Regions from separate parts of the Mus musculus genome. Here region 2 is linked to region 1. The links are chromatin contacts, called in public Hi-C maps. All regions are on one chromosome and are shown on one strand. The core of a region is the stretch at or near the end of the contact, and the rest is flanking DNA. Distances in the headings are between cores, read along the strand shown. Region 1 has its middle 61 kb from the start of Lrig1. Region 2 has its middle 19 kb from the start of 4930511E03Rik.

The links. A called contact is a pair of places that touch in the nucleus more often than the background predicts.
Region 2: a contact with region 1 is called in a Hi-C map of pre-pro-B cells, with 2.6 times the contacts expected there. The contact joins two enhancer-like sites. A contact is called at or near these places in 1 of 15 datasets of contacts at CTCF or cohesin (the NIH/3T3 cell line), 20 of 484 Hi-C or Micro-C datasets (the AML12 cell line, the G1E-ER4 cell line, the Patski cell line and 16 more), 8 of 115 datasets of contacts at active chromatin or transcription factors (the NIH/3T3 cell line, astrocytes, embryonic fibroblasts and 2 more) and 2 of 9 other capture datasets (embryonic tail and embryonic trunk).

Annotation. Positions count from the first base shown.
Region 1 is chr6:94,759,618-94,762,787 of GRCm38.p6, forward strand. No RefSeq gene overlaps it. Among named protein-coding and RNA genes, the nearest start is that of Lrig1, 61 kb to the left of the region's middle. Within about 2 kb of position 1,269, at least 70 of the 459 cell types and tissues checked have an H3K27ac peak or open chromatin away from gene starts, as enhancers often do. A contact at or near this core is called in pre-pro-B cells, where this site is marked.
Region 2 is chr6:94,961,601-94,964,790 of GRCm38.p6, forward strand. No RefSeq gene overlaps it. Among named protein-coding and RNA genes, the nearest start is that of 4930511E03Rik, 19 kb to the left of the region's middle. Within about 2 kb of position 1,396, at least 10 of the 459 cell types and tissues checked have an H3K27ac peak or open chromatin away from gene starts, as enhancers often do. A contact at or near this core is called in pre-pro-B cells, where this site is marked.

The DNA.
Region 1 (3,170 bases), core at 19-2,518:
CCAAATGGAGTGTGTTGAATTTGTCTTCCTCTGTGAAGACAATTTTACCCAGGAGAGCAAGAGGCTACTTTTCTTAGGGCGGGGAGGAAAGTGTGGCAGTCTGAAGGCAGCAAGCACAGAGACAAAAATCAGAATAAAGGATGAGAGGAAGGTAGGGAGGAGAGGAGGAGGGAGGAGCAGCTGAGCAAGAGAGATGGAGAGATTGAGGGAGGGAATGCTGAGTCAGCATCTGGAATAAATAATTTGAGTAACTGGATCCAGCCATGCCTGAAGCCAGATGCACTTCAAGCCTTTGCAGTTTATGGAAGCCAGTCAGGGTCCTTATTTTTATTCTGCTTATTTAAGCAAGTTCAAGTTGCAATTTTCCTATAGAGATAAACTGTAAAGATGCTGTTTACAATAAACTTTCTAATCTAAGTTATACCATTTGATTTTCTTCCCTGAGAGATATTATTATGTTCACTGTTTTATGAACATGAGAAGTGAGTCTCAGATGTTTAGGGATTGGCCTAGGATCACTGCCTTTATGGAAACAAGCTGCTATTCTTTCTGTTGTTGCTTCATTTATTGTTCCTCTCTGAGGTTATCTGCTACTTTGTTTTTGAGGCAATATTTTTGTTTTGTAGCCCAAGATGGACTCCAGCTCACTCTGTAGCCCAAGATAGACTCCAGCTCACTTATGTAGCCCAAGTAGGCCTCAAACTTGTAATCCTCCTGCTTTAGCTTCTCCAGGATTACAAGAGTGTGCCACCACGCTCGCCAGTTCTGCCAACACTTTATAACTGCCTCCCTCCCCCATCTACAATGCTCAACACTAGGCCTCCCCTGGGAGTGAACTAGGAATGTACAATCCCAGACCTTGCTTCTAAGCTACTTAACCTGACTCTACTTGCCAATAAGAACCCCGGGCCACTTAAAATACGTGATGCCCTCTGAGGAACACTGTGCGAAGATCAGGGTGAATGCGTGGTACAGGGAGGTTCAGGGTACGCAGGTCAAGAGGCTTAAGGCTGGAGACAAGAGCCCTGTGCTTTCCGTGCACAGTGAGGGGCTAGCCAATTACTTTCCTGACTGTTCTCCTGACCTGCTGTATTAACACATCATTAGCTGCTGAGATAATGCTGAGCACATAATCCACTGAGTAATTATCCTGGCCACATGAAGAGCGGTTCTGGATCGTGGTCTGAGCGCATGGAGCTCCCTCGACGTGGAGAGGCAGGCTTCTCTCCAGCTCTGTGTGGACACACTCTGTGCCAGCTGCCTAGGCCACGGCCTCCTCACCGCCACAGCAAGCCTCAGTGGGGAAGCCCAAACGTGAGCGAGTCTCCTTTTGAGGTCAGTATGTGGTGCGGCCGGAAGCCCTGTGGTCAGCATGTGGCAACTCAAATAATACGCTCCGCTAGTGTGAGAAAGCCACAAGGCAGCGCTGAGGAAACAGCCCACAGGAAACAGACGGTCTCACTTCTGCCGAGCAAGATGGCCACCAGAGCAAGGTCTCAGCGCACCTCCACGCAGTCTGTGGAGATGTCTGTCAGGAGACAGTTGGCTGGTGACAAAGGAGAGCCTATAAACAGGCTTAAAAGGCCTGAGTCTCTGTCTGGTTTTTTTCTCCACCCAGGGTGTAGAATGAGGACACACAGACATATCCTAATTCTGGGGCTTCTACCCATCTCCTCAGAGAGCAAGCCAATCTCTGGGAGACTCTAAGGAAGACACCTAGCCCTGTGGGGTGTAACTGATTTTGTTTCTGGGACCTGTTCCTTGGATCACTTGGTACACTCACGTCTGTTTGTCTTTCACGTTCCTGGACAAGGAAACATGGTCCATTGCCACAGGAAGAAAGTCGGGAGTATCGGCTCCTCTGCCTTGTGAGCACATTTCGCCTCTGATGTCTTTTTTTGCAGAACGTGTTTCAGCTTCTCTCTTCTGAGTCTTTCCCATCTGGTTTCTATCTGACCCAAGCAGCTGTTTTTTCCATTGAAAAATAACACACTCACCTCTCTCTTCTTTACATGCCATGTTCTTCAGTTCTGAAATGCTTTTTCATATGGACAAAACACATTGAACTTTTTTTTTTCTTTCAGGAAAAGGAGTACCTCAAAGAATGTGTAAATTCTTTAAGCAGACCTAGGAAATAATGGCTGTCTTTTGGCTGGCATGCGTTTCTGTGTATCTGTGATATGTTTTACCCACACAAAGTCTTGAAACCATAGTTAATATTAGCACAATGTGTCTAACACAGTGAGCTCTGCATCGTACGTTCTTATAGAAACTTCTCTCACAGAACAGAGATGAGCTGGAGAAGGGCACACGTGAGTAAGAAACGTTCGATGTTTTCTGGGCAATGAGCAGATGACCTTTTCTTCCAAATGATGGAGCAGCCTCCTTCACTCCCTCAATTGTAGAGAAAGTTGGGGAAATAAAACTCTGGAATCTTCCCTGCTAATTGAAGAGTGGAGTTGTTATTCCTTGCCAGGGACATGAAAGAATTCATTCCCATTTTAAGTAATGTTTACATTACCCTGTCACACCATAGGGAAGGGGATGGGGTGGAATGTTAAAAAAAAAAAAAAAAGAAATGAGGTTCAATATTGAAGGGAGTAGCCATTTAAAACAGAGGTGCCGGGACCATGAAACAAAGTCAATTCCCCCATTTGATAGCTCCGTGGCCTTTTTGTCCCCCAAGTTTTGCTTTCGCAGGGTAGTCCTTTTAGGTCTCTGCTGCAATGTCACTTCCTTAGGGGTTAACCCTATGCGCGCCATCAGCACACACAGTCATTGGCTTGTTTTCATAAAGACTCTAGCTGGTCATGGCTTTGGTTCTCTCTCTCTCTCTCTCCCTCTCCCTCTCTCTCTCTCTCTCTCTCTCTCTCTGTGTGTGTGTGTGTGTGTGTGTGTGTGTGTATCTGTGTGTGTTGTACTAACATGCCATATGTCTGTGGAGATCAGAAGATGTTGAATCATCTGGATTTGAAGTTACAGGTGGGAAGCTGCCTGATGTGGGTTCTGGGAACCTGAATGCAGGTCCTCTAGAAGGGCAACATGTGTTCTTACCTGCTAAGCCATCTCTCCAGTGTGGTTCCTTGTTTCTAATTTGTATTAAACTCCAAAACCCCTTGTCATTGTGAGGTCTGTGATTCTCCCTGTTTAAATGAAGGGACTTCATATTT
Region 2 (3,190 bases), core at 146-2,645, 200 kb after region 1:
AATTCTCATCACAAGAAAAATCCTAAGGAAAAATGAGGTAAGGTGCAAACCAAAGTACCCTGAGCCATAGCACTAAGGAGGCTCTATGAAAACCAGAGGCTGTGAGTTCAGATTCAAGAATCAAACTAGTTACCTGGTCAACTGAAGAAGAGAAGCAAAGAATAGAGAGATCTCAGCGTCATGGGCCATGCTAAGAAAAGCAAAACAGGTCTGCCTAAAAATATGGCTTTCAAGGTCTCCAGCTCTGTGAACCTTTGATGGGAAGACTGTTGAAAAATAATCACAGATGAAGTAAGATAAGCCTGGGATGCTCCTTAAACCAATAAGCACTATGGTTAGACTTGAAAAGAAAATGAAAGCTGTCTGGTGAACACAGTGCTCAGTAGTAATCTATGGCTGAAACAGTCTTCCCCATCCAGTATGACCGTCAGTCACACCAGAATAATCAGGAAGTGAAAGACCCAGTCAGCCAGCTTTCACTGAGGGTGTTGAAGCAGTTATCTCCTGATGTCTTACTATTGCCATGGAGGTGTCTGCCTAGTTTAGTTTTATTGACAAAGCAAAAGGCAGATTACAAAGATTACAGTTGCCAAAGAACATTGTCTAGGTCTCCCTAACATACTAAACATATAGTTTATACCTTTATGTTAGTCAACTTTCCATCGCTATTGAAAAAAACAAAACAAAACCCTGAGCTAATCAACTTATAAGAAGAAAATGTTTACTTTGCCCCCCCAATTTAGAGGCTTCAGTTCAGCATCTGGTAGAGCTGCTGACGTTAGACCTCTGTTGGAGATGCTGGATGCAAATGGCTGGGAGCACACAGAAGATCAAGTCAGAGGAAGGAGTTAGTGTCCCACAGTCCCCTTTGATGGCAATGCTCCATGGCCTTGGGACTGCCTTCTCAATACCACCTCCCAATGGTATCATCTTGGAACCTGGTAGGAGGTTGGGGGTATAGTCAACATCCAGCCCTGGCAGGTCCCCTAAGGTGATGATGATAAATTCCAGAACAAATCTGTCATTTGCTGGTGGGAGTGTAAAGATTATCACTGCATGGGCCGGGTGCTCACAAAGCATTAGATGACAACGTTAGAAGTCAGGGTGGTTTGAGGACACTGGTGACTTTGATTGCCAGCAGCACCTCTCTGAAAGTAAGGAAAGACAAAACAAACTCTTGGTTCAGCACACGGATGGCTCGCTGGTATGAGGCTGGGTTTTCAAGTCACGACTTGCAATCTCTCTGAGCACATTTTTAAAACCCTCCCCCGCACACTGCAGGTCTAGGTCTGGAGATCAGAAAGTGTTTGCTGATTTGTGACATGCACATGCTGGTGTAACTGACAGAGCCGCACCACTTTCCACAGACCTTTCTTCTCTAGTTCACCCCCACCCCAGCTCAGAAACCCTGTTTAAAATGAGATTAGCACAAGACAATCTCATTAACCTTGGAGCTCTGGCAGCTGCCCTGGTCCTCAGCTCCTATGGCCAGTGAGCCTGAAACAGATGTGTTGCTCCATGTGCCCCCCCACCCCATTTTTTAGAGTGCAAAGGCTCAACTCAAATTTCTGAGTGGCATTCCATTCCAGACATACACCTGGATTCACCAACAGAGTAGACCTGTGCAGGCATTGGGCGTATCTTTTGAGAATTATTCTTCAAATACTGGAAATGTCAGAGTTTATGCAGCTCCGACTCTGACATGAAAAATGAGATTTAGTGTATGTGCTTTAGATTAAATAAGAAAACAAACAAAACCAAACACCCTCATCACGCCTTCTGCCCAACGGTCCCTTATCAGAATATGCACACCCTACTCTTGCCTTTTCTTCTCTGCTTGACTTTAGACTGTTTCTAGGTCTCCAAGTCTGTAATCAACACAACAAAGAACAACCTTCCTGCCTACAAACAGGGGTCCTTCTGTGGTTCTAATATTGAGGATCTTCTGGCTGTGTCTTGCTGGCTTAGGAAAGTACTCAAGTGAACAGTGGGTATTTTGACTTTGAGCTAATAATGTGTTCTGAGATTGTCCCCATCTCGAGTCTCCCACACTCCTAGGCTTGGATCATCACCCGAGTGACTGATTCTGGTCAACTGGTTCACAAGCTGCCATTATCATTTCTATGGCAGCAGTGAAGTTGCTATTAGTGCTCCTTAATTGCCTTCCTCTGCTTGCAGTGGTGACTTCAAAAGCCACAGCTTCTATATATGGGGGAGATGACCCTTCACAAATATGAGAGAGAAATAAATGTTTATTGGCATATCATTTTGATTTTGGAAGTTTGTCTGGAGTGACTTCTAATATAAATGATTCAATTTTTATCATTTTGAGTTGTATACTTCAAGACAAGTCTCTTGCTTTATCAAATGTGAAAACATGCCCCATCCTGTGCCAAGAAATATGCTGCATCCCAAGTTTCTTTAAACATCCACAGAGACGGTGGCTAATGTCCATTCTGTCCTCACAATATCCCCGTATTGTCTTCAGTTTCTAGGGGAGGAAACAGAGACACAGAAAAGTTAAGAAATTTGCCTGGAGTCGCACAGAAAGGACCAAGCAACGTTACCAGGTTTAGCAGACTACAGCAAACAGGACATATTTAAAGCAAAGAAATTATACATTGTTCCTCTAAGTTCTAATTTAACTGGGTTTCCTATGTCTTATCTGCCAAATCTGTTAGGAGGGTACCCCAGAATTTGAAACCCAACAATCTGACCACAAGCTTCTTGACTCACTTCATTTTTCTTTTTCATTATACATGAAAGCAGACTCATGCAAACAGAGAAATCACAGTGACATCTGGCCAGTGCCCTGGAGCCACAGCTTCAGGCATGTAATGGGGACTGTAGGGAACAGTGACAAGATGAAGACTATATGCACCATATAAACAGCAGTCTTTATTGAGCTGTTACAGACTGCTGCCCTGTGGAAATCTAGTTATTTTTCTAAAATAATGGTCCTCAACCTGTGGGTCACAACCCCTTTGGGGTTACACGTTAGATATTTCGTTATGAATCCAGCAGTAGTAAAATTACAGTTATGAAGTAGCAATAAAATAATTTTAGGGTTGGTGGTCACCACAACCCAAGGAACTGTATTAAAGGGTTACAGCATTAGGAAGGTTGAGAAACCACTGTTCTAAAAGAAGTCACAAACTCAAATTTTCACAGGAAATTTTCCCATTTTAGG